2 separate regions of the Mus musculus genome follow, and region 2 is linked to region 1. The links are chromatin contacts, called in public promoter capture Hi-C maps. All regions are on one chromosome and are shown on one strand. Each heading gives the region's core, a stretch centred on a gene start, on an enhancer-like site or on the middle of the called end of the contact. The rest is flanking DNA. Distances are from core to core; before and after follow the strand shown. Region 1 holds the start of Pla2g15 (phospholipase A2, group XV). Region 2 holds the start of Cdh1 (cadherin 1).

Region 1 (7,449 bases), core at 1,916-4,415:
TCCTCCCTTCCTTTCTTCCTTTCTTCCTTTCTTCCTTTCTTCCTTTCTTCCTTTCTGTTTTGTTTTTCGAGACAGGGTTTCTCTGTGCAGTCCTGACTGTCCTGGAATTCACTTTGTAGACCAGGCTGGCCTTGAACTCAGAAATCCACCTGCCTCTGCCTCCCAAGTGCTGGGATTAAAGGCTTGCGGCACCACGGCCCAGAGATCAGCCTGTTTCAAACGGTCTGTCACTCCGAGTAGAGTTGGGAGTGGTTTGGATCTGAAAGTCTGAACCATTTCTCTGTAGGATTCTCCTGCAAAGAACAGGGCTCGAGAGCTCATGTTGGCACTTTAGCCCCTGTCCGCACAAGCCTGAGGACTCTTTCTCTCTTTCTTTCTTTCTTTCTTTCTTTCTTTCTTTCTTTCTTTCTTTCTTTCTTTCTTTCTTTCTTTCTTTCTTCCTTCCTTCCTTCCTTCCTTCCTTTCCTTCCTTCCTTCCTTCCTTCCTTCTTCCTTTTCGTTTTTTTTTTTTTTTTTTTGGTTTTTCGAGACAGAGTTTCTCTTTATAGCTCTGGCTGTCCTGGAGCTCACTTTGTAGACCAGGCTGGCCTCGAACTCAGAAATCCACCTGCCTCTGCCTCCTCGTTTTGTTTTTTGAGACAGGGTTTCTCTGTGTAGCCCTGGCTGTCCTGGAGCTCATTTTGTAGAACAGGCTCACCTGGAACTCAGAAATCCACCTGCCTCTGCCTCCCGAGTGCTGGGATTAAAGGCGTGTGCCACCACTGCCCTGGCCTCAGCCTGTTTTCTTAGAGAACACAGGACCATCAGCCCAGGGATGGCACCACCCACAGTGGGCTGGACCTTCCCATGATCACTAAGAAAATCTCCTACAGGCTTAACTGCTCACATTCTGATCCTCTGGAGGCTTTTTTGAACTGAAGTTCCCTCTCTTTTTTTTTTTTTTTTTTTTTTTGCCAAGTTGACAGAAAACCAGCCAAGACATTGGGCCATGTAGTAAACCTTTGTCTTTAAAAAGAGGGAGGGAGCTCAACTCCCGATTTTGTCCACAGTGCCAGCAAAGGTCACGGTTAGCCATTCCCGTAGCAATCCTGACTCCTAATAGCTTGGGTGCTTGGGGAGGTGGTGCATCAGTAAATCCCAGTTGAAAGAGTTGAAAGCAGTGCCACTCTTCTGAAGTCTGTGGTCTTCTGGGACTGTGGTCATCTGAGGATGATAGTTTAGCCAAGATGTTCATACTGGCCAATGCCCAAGGTTGTCCAAGCCTTCTAGCACCTCCCCACCCCCTCTTGGCTCTGGACTTCTGACTGTTCCTAGTCTTGGCAGAGTGTCTCGATGACTCTGTACTGGCCTTCACCAGACCAGTCTGTAGCAACCTCTTACAGATGCAAGAGATTAAAGTAGGAGGCAGTGGGGCCTAATGTATTGGTTAGTGGGCTTTAAAATGCCCTGTTCTCTGGGGCTAGAGAGATGGCTCTGTAGTTATGAGCACTTGTTGCTCTTCCAGAGGCCTACAGTTTGATTCCCAGTACCTATATGGTGCCTCACAACTGTCTGTAACTCTATTACATTAGACTGAAGTCCTCTTTCTGACTTCTGCAGGCACCAGGCATGTATGTGATACACATACATGTAGGCAGAAATACTCATACATCTAAATAAAACAAATAGATCGTTTAAAAACAAAACAAAACAAAACTTTCTAAGCTGTGAGGTGATGGCACACACCTTTAATGCCAGCTCTAGGGAGGCAGAGGCAGGGGGATCTCTGTAAGGTTGGGGCCCAGCTTGGTGAGTACCAGGATACCCAGAACGGCCGAGAGAAATCCTCCTGTCTCAAAAAACCAAAATACAATTTAATAAATAAATAACTTCCTATTTTGCTATAAAAACTAGAATTGTTGGCATTAACGTGGGGTCAGCTGTTTACCAAGAAGAGGGAAGGAAGAGGTGGGGGGTGGAGCAGAAGTCTTGGGACCAAGCAGTGTCCCAGAAGCACAGTTGGCCTTCAGAAGGAAGTATGTAGAGGGTTATTTCTCAGAAGCACTGGTCAGTTCACCCCCAGAGTGTTGGCATATTACTGGGTGTTGAGCCTTTTGCCTACTACCGTCTGGGCCCCAGCTCCTCGCTCCAGTCAGTCTTATGCCCTTCCTGAGTCCTCAGGCTTGCGCGGACAGGGGCTAAAGTGCCAACATGAGCTCTCGAGCCCTGTTCTTTGCAGGGGAATCCTACAGAGAAATGGTTCAGACTTTCAGATCCAAACCACTCCCAACTCTATTCGTGTGCTGCACTTACAGAGTGACAGACCGTTTGAAACAGGCTGATCTCTGGGCCGTAGTGCCGCAAGCCTTTAATCCCAGCACTTGGGAGGCAGAGGCAGGCGGATTTCTGAGTTCAAGGCCAGCCTGGTCTACAAAGTGAGTTCCAGGACAGCCAGGACTGCACAGAGAAACCCTGTCTCGAAAAACAAAACAGAAAGAAAGAAAGAAAGAAAGAAAGAAAGAAAGAAAGAAAGAAAGGAAGGAAGGAAGGAAGGAAGGAAGGAAGGAAGAAAGAAAGAAAGAAAGAAAGAAAGAAAGAAAGAAAGAAAGAAAGAAAGAAAGAAAGAAAGAAAGAAAGAAAGAAAGAAAGAAAGAGAGAAAAAGAAAGAAAAAAGAAAAGAAAGAAAGGCTGTTTTAGCTTCTTCTCCCAGACCTGCTTCTTGGGTTCTAACATGCATTTCTACCGGCAAGGCAGACAGTAAAAGTTTTCTGGACGTGGGCGGCCAAACCTAGATGCCCCTGGGGATGCCAGTGTAAAGGCCGTATAAAGGTCCTGGACAGCTGCTGGTCACCCGAGTTCCAAAACACTAACTTCCTCTTTTTTTGTTTAGAGACCATTCACCCATAGCAAATGAAGGGCATGTTTTTGGTCCTTGTGCTGTGGGAAGGCTAGGAATTAGGAATGAGAACTACTTGAGTGGACTTTGAGAATTGTTCTGTGTTGGGTTCACGGTGAGGTGAGATGGGGCTGTGTAGGAGCAGGGCGACAGCTGGGATGATAAGCGGCTCCCATCGGTTGGTCGATCGATGCGTTCGGCGCGCAGCAAAGTCCCGGAGGTGGGCATGGGCGGGTGGTGAGCTCCGGTGGGAGGGACGCTCGTGGCGGAGAGTTGCAATTGGTAGAGCCTTAGCAAGAGGCGGGTCTTAATTGACTGGTATCTGCGAGCGGTGGGGTTAACTAGCTGAGCTGCGGCCCGGGCCTAGGCACGATCCCTAATCTCTAAAGCAGCCCCTTGGACCTGCGACCACAGTCTCACGCCATGGATCGCCATCTCTGCACCTGTCGCGAGACCCAGCTCCGGAGTGGCCTCCTGTTACCTCTGTTTCTACTAATGATGCTGGCAGACCTGACGCTCCCGGCCCAACGTCACCCCCCGGTGGTGCTGGGTGAGACTCGTGTTCAGGGTGGTGGTGGGTGGATCCTGCAGGATCCAGTGCAGCCAGGGTCTGGTGGGCCAACTGCTCTGTTGTGCATCTGCTTTAAGCACGAAACCCAGAGCATTTGGTTTCTAACCTGGGTCAGTTCGGTTAGCCCACCTCCCGCCATACCGGGCATGGGTGTGGTCTGGAGCCCTCTGAAACGTGAGAGTAAAGGGAATAGATAATGTCTGGCTTTCCACTCCACCTAACTGCAACAGCTCCAAACCTTGCCTCGCCATGCCCCCATTTCTTAGCTGGAAAGACTGAGGCAATTCAACCCTACTTCAGCGGGTTCCTAGGCAGTCTCAGAATCGGTCATTACCTCCTACCCTCTCTATTTCACAGGGAATGAGTGGTAGCAAGTTCTATCCACGCTGGCCCCCAAAAGCATTTCTCTGCTCTCAGCTTATGGAATGGATGGTATTGACTTTCGAGGAGATGGCCTAAGGGAAACAGGGTGGCTAAGGGAAGGGAGGAGAGAGGAATGGGGTTGGGACAACAGTCTTGAACTGGCGTTGAGGGAGTCCGGGAGTCTGAGAGCATGCCTCCACTCTCCGCTTCCAGACCTAATTACTCTAGGCTGTACTGAGGCCAGGTGACATTCCCTGCCCACTTGCTCTTCTGTCTTAGACTTGGCAGCGGAACAGAAATAACAATGTTTCTATGTGGTAATAGGCCAGGCTAAAATCTCTAGGAGTCTTAGATGCCCCATTCAGCCAATGGAAGTCGTTTTGAACTGGTGTTTCGCTGGCCAGGACTCCTGAGAACAGAGACATGCTGAAACGTACGCTATATATATGTTTATGTATGTATATGTGTGTGTGTGTGTATATATATATATATTTTCTTTCTGCTGGAGCATAAATTCCTGTGCTCTTTCTTCCCTTTTTTCTTTTTGTCTTGTCTTAGACAGGGTTTTTCTGTGTAACCCTGGCTGTCCTGGAACGCACTCTGTAGACCAGGCTGGCCTTGAACTCAGATACCCACCTGCCTCTCCCTCCCAAGTACTAAGATCAAGGGTGTATGCCACCATGCCTAGCTGAGAAACCCTCTCTTGAAAAGCAATGTCATTCTAGGTCAGCGAAGGGGATGGGGGATTCTGAGCCTAGGTTCCCTTTGAGATTTGTATACAGCTGGACCTGCCTCTCTCAAGCTTCCTGGATGGTAGTAATAGTGCCTCTCAGAGAGGTCATCCTGAGAGGTGAGAGAGAGAGGTGTGGGAGCGCTGGGGAAGCCTTCCTGGAATATGCAGGAAGTAAGGTGGCTTGGAAGATTGCTCCAGGCTGGTCAGCATGGAACTGGGGGAAGGCAGGAGATATGGGTGGTGTAGAACTTGTGACTTGGTCATCTGGACTTTAACCCTGAGGACCAGTGTGAAGAAGTCACGTGTGAATGTAAGAAGATCTAAGAATAAGGCCCATGACATTGAGATGTGTGTATTCTCTGACCACATACGCGTTTCCTACTTGAGGCAGAGTCTTTGTAGCCTTGTCTTCTTGCTGTAGATCAGGCTGGTCTTGAACTCACAGAGATCTGTCTGCTTCTCCCTCCCTAGCACTAGGATTAAAGGAGTGCACCATCACACCTGGCTTATTTGCAGCATAGTATCGCTTGGACAGATGGGCACTAACTGCCAATTAATCTATGCAGACTTTGGTTATCCTAAATCATAGCTGAGAAGCCTTAGACTCTGAAAGAATCTGAGCTCCTGTATCCTTGTGCATCTTTTCAAGGACCAGGGCTGCTGCCAGAGAGAGCTTTTTCTTGTTTTGTTTTGTTTTTGTTTTTCCGAGACAGGGTTTCTCTGTATAGTCCTGACTGTCCTGGAGCTCACTCTGTAGACCAGGCTGGCCTCGAACTCAGAAATTCTCCTGCCTCTGCCTCCCAAGTCCTGGGATTAAAGGCGTGAGCCATCACCGCCCGGCCAGAGAGAGCTTTTTCTAGGCACAAAAAGTGCTGCAGGGTCCTGAGTTAGTGGGAGAGGTAGCAGAAAACTGATCTTGGAACAGGGGGGTGGGATCTTAGGCAAACAGTTTGCATCCCTCTCAGCCTCAGTCTTCTTATCTGTTAAATGAACAAAGAGGGCCTGCAAGATGGTTCAGTGGACGAAGGGGATTGCCACCAAGCCTGAAGACCCGAGTTCTATCCCCAGAAGAAACCAATTCTGGAAAGTTGTCCTCCAGCCTCTGCACATGTGCTGTGTTGTGCTCTCGTCTTACCCCTGCACATACATGTAGACTAAACATAATTTGATAATGTGTATGAAAGTAAAGAGGACTCTTCCCAGGGTTATTTGAAGTAAAAGTTTTGTGTCTGGTTCTTGTCTATGTCTCAACCACCAAGTATCTCAGGAAGGGGCCATTGCTATTTTTAGAGGCCTCCCAGCCTGACCAGGAAGAGGGGTAACTGGTGGCTTCCTCTTTCACCCATTTCCTCGTCAGTGCATGGAGACATTGACCAGTCGTCATGCCCTGCTCATAGGTATGTCATGTCGAAGCTCCCATGGTGGGAATTTCCTGCATCAGCACCCACATCATGAAGGGAGTGGAAGGCACGTGTCTTCCCACAACACTCTGAAGACACTGGGATAACTGCTTAGGCAAGGACATGTGCTATGCTGGGTTCAAAGACACTGTTGAGAAAAGTCAAGGGGCTCTTTATAGTGACTGTGGGTCTCAAAAAGGGTTTTTTTTTTTTACCCCCTCGGGCGTTGGTACCACACCCCTTTGATCTTATCACGCAGGAGGCAGAGATAGGCAGATCTGAGTTCCAGGACAGCCAGGGCTACACAGAGAAACCTTTTAAAAAAAAAAGACGGGGAGGGGAGGTTGTCCTTGTAAAGTTGTACAGCCTGTGGATGTAGGTGGTGACCTGTAAGGTAACAGGCTTTAAATGCTGGGAGTTGAAGGGATGGGTGTAAGCTTGGGTGTTATCAGGGCCCTAGGGTTTGAGTGGCTCAAAGAGATTGACAGGAGTGGTATCCAGTCATGCTTGGAACTTGGTCACACCCCCTCGCCCCATGCCTGCTGTGGCTTGTTACTGCAGATTAACCATCACCAGCACACCTCTGCACTGCCTTAAGGCTTTCCACAGGACCTACCCTCTGCAACTTTCCTGGCCTTTAGCAAGGCCTACACATCTTGGTAGGTCTGCTGGAACCATTACAGATGTCTCTCATTTGTGTTTTTTATCAGGGCTCCTACTGATGAGCTTGCAATCCCAGAATTTGGCAGGTTGGAGAAGCAGGCTTTGGATGTCAGCAAGACCCTGTCTCAGACAAAAGCTAAAACTAAATAGAAGAGTACTGCCTCTGGGTTTAATTCTTGGTTTACCACTCTATCTTGTGTCCCACTGCCTGGGGGTAGAGAAGACCTTGCTTACCTTTTTTCCTGGTTTAAGCCTGGAGAGGGTGGTACATATCTAATATCAGGGCCATAGCACTGGCCAAATTCTGGAGGTTCTGAAAAACTCCCATGAGCCTCAAAATCTCTTCTAGTTAAGAGTATGATCTGGAAGCCGGGCGGTGGTGGCACACACCTTTGATCCCAGCACTTGGAAGACAGAGGCAGGCGGATTTCTGAGTTTGAGGCTAGCCTGGTCTACAGAGTGAGTTCCAGGACAGCCAGGACTACACAGAGATGATCTGGGTCCATTAACCCTAGAAACCATCAGTAGCTGAGGTCTCAGAGGGATCCACAGCCTCTCTCAGGGAAGTAACTTTGGTTTTTTAATTCCCTTCTGAATGGCCAACGAGGAAGTTCCATTCGAGATCGTGGAGAAGTTATTTTCATCCCATAACAATACATCCCCCCACCCCAAACTCCCACCCCCAAACATGCCAGGCCTCTCTTTAAGCCTCCACTATCTGCTGGTAGCTTCTTTCCCATTAATGTGGCTCTTGTTTTTGTTTGGAAATAGGATCCCATTGTGTAGCCCGGGTTGAGTTAGCACGAACTTGATCCTCCTGCCTCAGCCTCCCAATTACTGGATT
Region 2 (7,771 bases), core at 232-2,731, 450 kb after region 1:
AGGGACAGAATTCTCAGGTGCAGGTGGCTATGCCATGACTATGGTATTAAACGTCTCAATCTCTGGAACAGGAGAGCTTGAGTTCTGGACTTTCCTCCTTTAACACGTTGACTTGCTACACGATATCAAGTTGTAGGTAAATAACAGATTTGAGTAACATCTCTTCCAGCTCAGATGGGAGAGGGCTGGAGAGATGGCTCAGCGGTTGAGAGCATTGACTGCCTTTCGAAAGGACCGGGTTCAAATCCCAGCACCCCCATGGCATTTCACAACTGGCTGTAATTCTAGTTCCAAGGGACCTGACATCCTCACACCAATACACATAAACAAAATAAATTATTAAAAAATAAAACCCAACAGAACAACTGATGAGGAGGGCTGGAGAGATGGCTCAGTGGTTGAGAGCACTGGCTGCTTCCAAAGGACCCAGGTTCAAATCCCAGCAACCACATGGTAGTTACAGCTGTCTGTAATTCCAGTTCCAGGAGATCTGATACCCTCACATAGACATACACGGAGGGAGAACAATGTAAGTAAAAGATTTAAAATAAAAAGCAACAACAACAAAACAAAACAAAACAAAAAACCTGATGGATGTGGGATGCATAGGATGCTGCTACTTGGGGGTCCCAAGGTCAAAGCCAGTCTGGGTTACCTAGTCCTGAGAACTGAAGTTAAGAGAACAGATTTTAGCCGGGCAGTAAGGTAGTGGGTACCTGTAGCTCCATCCCAGAAGTGAGAAGGCTGAGTTTGAACAATGATGAGTTTAAAGCCATGCTGGGCTACATAGCAAGGCTATGTCTCAAAAGGGAGCCGGTCAGGTGTTAGAAAATTAGATTAGCCTGGTCTGGTACCCCACTTGTGCAATCCCAGCATTCGGGAGACTGAAACAGGAGGATGGCTAAGACTAAGACAATTCCAGGCCCACCTGAGTTGGAAAACAAACAAACAAAAAAGCTACCAAACAAAATAAAACCGTCGGAGAAATAGCTCAGTCAGTAAAGGCCAATGGCGGCAATGCAATCCCAAGACCCTCTTGGTGGAAGAAGAGAATTGACTCTTGAAGGCTGTCGTCTTATCTCCACAATCGGTCTGTGGCACGTGCGTTTGCGAGCACAGGATCGCGCTCTCGCCCGCGCACGCACCCCTCCCCCCATGTTAAAATGTCATTTAAAATCCCTAAGCAAACAAACTCATCCAACCAAAGAAAATAAAAACATAAGAAACAAAACGGAAACCTAGATGATGAATAAAGTCCTTTGTAACTCCATGTCTCCGTGGGTCAGAGCACAGCTAGGCTAGGATTCGAACGACCGTGGAATAGGAAGCTGGGAAGTCTTCTAAGGCCGGCCCCATGCCACCAACTACAGACAGGGGTGGAGGAAGTTGAGGGCCCTGCAGTTCCTTGGCTGCCACCTGCAGGTGCGTCCCCAGCCAATCAGCGGCGCCGGGGGCGGTGCCTGCGGGCTCACCTGGCGGCCGCAGCCTCTGCGCTGCTCACTGGTGTGGGAGCCGCGGCGCACTACTGAGTTCCCAAGAACTTCTGCTAGACTCCTGCCCGGCCTAACCCGGCCCTGCCCGACCGCACCCGAGCTCAGTGTTTGCTCGGCGTCTGCCGGGTCCGCCATGGGAGCCCGGTGCCGCAGCTTTTCCGCGCTCCTGCTCCTGCTGCAGGTATGTGGAGGGTCCTGACTCGTGCCCCATGATCCGCTTCGCTGTGTTTTTCTGCCGGCTGTGGTCCCGCTTCCCTTCTTCCAAGAAAGTTGGGATCCGGAGGGCCAGATCGCCCTGGGCGCTGCGCGGTGCGGGGCTGAGTGCGGTGGAGTGGGAGGGAGGTCCAGGCGGGCGCGGAGTGGTCGCCTCTGGCGCAGGTTCCCAGGTGGGGGCGCGCCACGCTGCCGGCTCCCGGGTCCCCGGGTTGAGCAGGGTCCCTGTTTGAGACAGAGGAGGCGTGGAGCAGGATGGGGGCCTGCCTGTAGAAGGTGGGGTGCTGAAGTAGCGCGGACGATCCGAGATAAGGGAAGGGATTTTAGTATTATAAAAGCACCTGTCCTGTTAGGGAGGGACCGTAGATTGGGGTACCCGAGAGGAGTCTGCGGGTGTGCGTTGAGACCGTTCGCGGTCGAAGGAAAGTGGTGTCCGGAAGAGTCAAGGCGTCTCCAGTGAGATGCAAATGGAGCTAGGAGAGGAAGGTGGACTAGGTTGCCAGGTGGTGGCCCCAGATGTCCCCTCCCCCAAAGGCTTTTGGAGCTTGGCGGCTGGTTTCGGGATGAGCGGATAGCGTCCCTGTGTGCCCTGAGGGGGGTCCTCCCCACTAATCCCGGCGCCCGAGGCGAGGGAAGGGTTACCCTTGGTTTCGGTGTGGGCTGCTGGGAACCCCCTCAAGTCACCAGTTTGCTTACTTTACCTCCATCCCAGGTCTCCTCATGGCTTTGCCAGGAGCTGGAGCCTGAGTCCTGCAGTCCCGGCTTCAGTTCCGAGGTCTACACCTTCCCGGTGCCGGAGAGGCACCTGGAGAGAGGCCATGTCCTGGGCAGAGGTAAGGGAAACTGATGGTGTTACTCGGCCGAGTGGGGTCGGGTAGTGAAGGCGCCAAGAAATCGTGCTACCATGCTGGTAGGGTGGAATGGACAAAACTCTTCCTTGGAATTTACGGCAGATTTGGGAGTCTTATTTATCGATTGTGGTTGATCAAGGTAGATATGTCTGGCTCTGCTATTTATACGGGGCAGAAATGGGCCAAGGGTATTTAGAGGTCATCGGTATTCCTCCAACTGATTACTGGAGCCGGTCTATCATTTCAGACCGCCAAACCTGCTGGGTAGAGCCAGTTGGACTGTAGTTCCATTTAATGATGAGCAATTGGAGGCTCATAGAGTGACTTCACAGGGTCAGCAGGGCAGGCATTTGAACCGGGATTTGACTCCCACTATTTAGGTATAGTCACTGAGGAACCGGTTCATAATGACTTGTGGTTTTTGTTCATAAGGATAAAAATACTCGATACAGGTGCTGCTTTCCCAAGGAATAGGTTTTTTTTGTTTTGTTTTTTTGTTTTTTTGTTTTTTGTTTTCTTTAAGAAAAAAAAAGAAAAGGTAGCTCTGACTCATACATTCAAACACTCAATATATATTGAGGTCTTATTGTGATAATCTAGAATTTTCTTTGTATAACTGTAGGGAATGGCTGGGAGCAAGGCAAGAGGACCAGGTTTTTGTTAATGTTGTTTCTTTTTTAACTATTTTCCCTAGTTTCTAGGTGCTTCTTTTGCACCAAAATGACCTCCCCCCTCATGATTTTAGTTGATCCCCAAAGTATGATAAACAAAAAGCAATAATTTTAAAAGGAGAAGTCACACACAATCCCTTTCTGGGAATAGATTCACCGAGGTTCTTCTTCCAGTCGTAAGCCACCTGAAAAATCTACAGCACTCATGATGGTGTCTAAAAGTTTGCTGTGAGCTTTGGAAGTTGGGTCCAGGTTTGGTGGTGCACCTTACAGAGAAATAGCGGCCCGACTGGTTGGTCTTAACTTGCTTTTCTGAGATCTGACTGGTTTTGTGGAGCTTTCTTTGGGTCCAGAAAGGCTGCAGCCCTGTGGTCCTGAGGTTGGAATGGTCAGGGATCCTTCAGCCAGTCTCCACGTGACTCTTGCCCAAGGACGAATCTGAGCCTCTGGTAGGTTGCTGAGAGCAGGGAGCATCCGGCCTGCCTTCAGTGGCACGTTGGGATGGGCTAGCGAGGCATGAGTGTTCTAGGATGTTTCCAAGGACCGCAGTGAGTGTCTGAGAATAAATAAGTAGACGTCGTGTCACTCAGGGTTGAGCTTGGTGGGCTTGGAGACAGGAATGCTTATATATTAGGGATCAGTGCAAGTCCTGGTGGCTTGCTGATGCGTATGTGTGCCTGAGTTACGACAGTCTTTGGTAGCAGTGCTAAGGATGAAACCTTCAGCCTGTTGTTACATGTTAGCCAGGCACCTAACCACCAGTGTGTTGGTTGGGTCGATTTGTTTGTTTATGAGACAGGATGTCCCTGTGTGACATGGGCTGGTCAGAAATTCACAGTTTGATTTTCCTGCTTCAGACTCCAGTGCTGGGATTCCAGGGTCACCTTGACGCTGACCCAGCTTTAATTTACACCTCTACGTGCTAGTGTCTGGTCACTCACACCACTGCATATCAGTGACAAGATCACTTAAAAACTGATAGTACCACCTGCTCACTCACGCCCCTTAAGGCGAGTGAGTCATTTACCTAAGGTAAAAATGAGAACTTCTGGAGGGTGGACACCATTCCAGTCCTCAAGGAAATCAGGAGCCTGAAGCATCTACGACTGGTCCTCCTCTTTTTGGTTTTCTTTTCTCTCAAAAAGAGAGGGGATGAAAACAAAACAAAAGAGAGGGAAGTGAGTGAGCTGCCCCAGCGGTGGTCACACCTGTGACCTGCACTCCCGGAAGTGAAGTGTGTGAGCTGCAGCTGTGGTGGTTCCCATTCGTGATCAGCCCTTGGGAGGCCAAGGCAAGAGGATTGCTAAAAGTTGTAGGTTTGAGGTCAGCCTGGTCTAAGTAGTGGGTTACAGACTAACCTGGGCTACAGAGTGAAATGAGACCTTTAAAAAAAAAAACAAGGAAAAAGGAAGGAAGGAGGAAGGAAAGAAAGAGAGAAGGGTGGAAAGGAAGGAAGGGAGGGAGGGAGGGAGGGATATGTGTGTGCTTTTGGGGAAAACAGTCCATTGTGAAATAGACTGTGGACAGAGGTCTTAACGTAGGGGGAGCTGAGAGTGGCTGGTGTTGATGGAGATAGAACATGCTCCGCGGGAGGTAGAGAGCCCCCGCTGAGAGCATTGCCCCCGCCCCCAAAGGCAGGGAGCCACTTCACCCCGCTGAGAGCACACCCAGTGGGAGGTAGAGAGCCCCGCCCCCGCCGGTGGTTTAGGTGGGAGAAGCACCCTCCACACAGCATCCCACAAGCTTCCATGCTTCCCGCGGCTGGTTCCAGTTCCCTTTAAGTCTGAGACTCCACCACTGCTCACCCGGGGTCTAATTGCACCAGTGGAGTGTGGGATTGCGCTAGATCAGAGGTATCTTTCCAGAAATCACACACTGCACCCCAGAAAATTGAAAATGAATTGCCTTCATTTAGGAAGGTGGGGACACTCTTTCGACCTTCTGGGGAAACCGAGGATTGTGACCTTGGCTCCAGGTTCCACTATGCAGGCTTCTGAGAATCTGACACAGGTGGCTTAAAGGTCACAAACAGGCTTTGATGAGCTCTGTTAGCATCGTCCCGATGCCCTGTAAGCTTGCCTGTAGAATCTCTGGCTTCTAAAATGCAGAATCTTAAAAACTGAAAACCCAAACCCCTCCACTACCCAAGCATATCCTTTAGTTAGGTTGATTTGTTTATTTTTTCTGTTTTGGGTTTTTGTTGTTTGTTTTTGAGATAGGATCTCACTATTAGCCTTAGCTGGGCTGGACTTCACTGTTGTAGACCAGGCTGCCCTTGATTTCACAGAGATCTTTCTGCTTCTGCTTCCTGAGTGCTGGGCAGACACACCAGCTGTGGCTCTTCGGTTTCTATTTCTTGTTTTTGTTTTTTTGAGACAGGGTCCCAGGTAGTTCAGGCTGGCCTGCAACCCTCTATGTAGTAGAGGATGATTGAATTTGTGATCTTTCTGCTCCCACTTTCCTGGGGCTAGGATACAAGTGTATACCACTATGCTGGTTCTTGCTTGTTTTAAAGCTGATTCACTGTTTTTGTTTGTTTGTTTGTTTTTACTTTTATTTAATATGTATGTTTGTGTGTCATTCTTTTCAGGGACTAATCTCTGTCCCGTTCTAATTTTAGTTTATGTGTGGCAGAGTGAAGCACTCTGTGGTTTGAGACAGGGTCTAACCCAGGCTAGTGTGGAACTCAACAGTGTAGCGCAGATTAGCCTTGAATTCATGGTGATCCTCCTGCCTCAGCTTCCTGAGTGCTGGGATTCCCAACAACAATCACCAAGTCCAGTTTAAGTTGTTTCTTTAGAGTTGTTGATTATTATTATTTTTTTAAGCACAATCTTTTCAGGGATCTGGCCTTTGCCTTTCAGAGCTACAGGATTAATACACAAAGTTACATCCATGTAGGGTGCTGGTAAATCCTTTAATTGATGGCTTCCACAGCTTTTTTTTTTTTTTTTTTTTTTTTTTTTTTTTTTTGGTTTTTTTTTTTTTTTTTCGAGACAGGGTTTCTCTGTATAGCCCTGGCTGTCCTGGAACTCACTCTGTAGACCAGGCTGGCCTCGAACTCAGAAATCCGCCTGCCTCTGCCTCCCCGAGTACTGGGATTAAAGGCGTGCGCCACCACGCCCGGCTTCCACAGCTTTATAATGTCTGTAGGACAAACGGGCCTGGGCTTTGGTTATTTGATGGATTGACCTAGTTCTCAGGCAGCCACCTGTGTGGACTAAATACACCCATTTCTTCTCCATTCTGAAGGATGTGCTGAAAGCCGCCTTGGACAGTGAGAAAAGCAAACATGGAAGCCTGCTGTAGGATCACCTTACACCATCAGATACCCACTTCCCACCCCCGGCTTCCTGAACTTTCTGTAATTACTCATGCCAGTGACTAGGGCTCATGTGGGCCATCCCAGGAAGGAGACTAGTGGCTGCCATTCTGTCCTGGTCTTTGTGTCTCCCGAGGAGGAGTGTAGGTGGTGAGGTCACAGGCTAAGCCAGGCCATTTAAGGAAAGCTGCCTCAGCTCCAGCCCAGCCCTCTCTGCCAGGTGGATATGGAAATCCCGGTTTACTCTCTGGGGCCTTTTATTGGCTGAAATGCTCACCTTGGTATCTGTTACACATTCCCTTCCAAGAGCAGAGCTAGATAAGCCAGGTGTGGAGACAATCAGCTCTTGAAATCTCCCAGAAGCTGCCAAACCCCTAAAATCAGCAAGAGACACCCCTCATAGTCCAGACTCAGCTGTTTTATTCTGCCTCTCCCTGATCTCTTTTCAGGGCATAAAGTTTTCCAAGGAGAAGAATGAAATCAGTATAGCAGGTCATTGAGAAAGTATAGAAAGGCTCAGGTTGAACTTCAGTGTCTGCTACCAATGTGTCATAAATAAGTCATTTTACTACTGTGAGACTCAGTTTACCCATTTGTTGAGTATGAAAAAAAATCATATATATTTGTTATGCTATATGTATCAATGCATATTTGATTCATAAACACCTCATGCTAACTGGAGTATGTGCATCTGGCTGTCCATATTGAGTTACTGTTTTAAGCCAGCCCTAGGCTAGACTCTGGGGCTAAAGCAATGAGTAAAACGTATTTGGCTGAACATAAATATGGGAGGGGGGTGGAATGCATGAATGTAAAGAATGCTGGCATAAGTAGGACCAGTGAGTTGGGTGTGGCAGTGCACCTTGGAGACAGAGCCAGGCGGACCTCTGAGTTCAAGGACAGTCATCAGGGCTCCACAGAGAAATCCTGTCCAAAAAAAAAAAAAAAAATCAGTGGGGAAAGGCACCTGCCATCGAGGCTGAAGACCTGAATTTGGTCCACAGGATCCACGTGGTAGGAAAGAAAGAACTTCCAAGGGTTATTCTCTAACCTCCATACTTATATGTGAGTGTACACTTAAGTAATGTTTGTTTGTTTGTTTTGTTCCTGTTATGTTTTGTTTGTTTTTAAAGCCAAGTCTGGTGGTTCAGGCATTTAATCATAGCACCCAGAAGGCAGAGTTCAAGGGCAGCCTGGTCTACATAGGAAATTGTAGGCCTA

What was found. Promoter capture Hi-C pulls out the DNA fragments that hold promoters and counts their contacts.
Region 2: a promoter capture Hi-C map of embryonic stem cells shows a contact between it and region 1. The contact joins the promoter of Cdh1 here to the promoter of Pla2g15 in region 1. A contact is called at or near these places in 7 of 39 promoter capture datasets (the 3T3-L1 cell line, 3T3-L1-derived adipocytes, the SN4741 cell line and 3 more) and 6 of 115 datasets of contacts at active chromatin or transcription factors (bone marrow-derived macrophages, embryonic stem cells, extraembryonic endoderm stem cells and 2 more).

Annotation. Positions count from the first base shown.
Region 1 is chr8:106,147,189-106,154,637 of GRCm38.p6, forward strand. Pla2g15 (phospholipase A2, group XV) reads left to right here and starts at 3,166. Exons shown (of 6, transcript NM_133792.3): 1 at 3,166-3,425. The coding sequence starts at 3,299.
Region 2 is chr8:106,601,869-106,609,639 of GRCm38.p6, forward strand. Cdh1 (cadherin 1) reads left to right here and starts at 1,482. Exons shown (of 16, transcript NM_009864.3): 1 at 1,482-1,674; 2 at 2,419-2,539. The coding sequence starts at 1,627.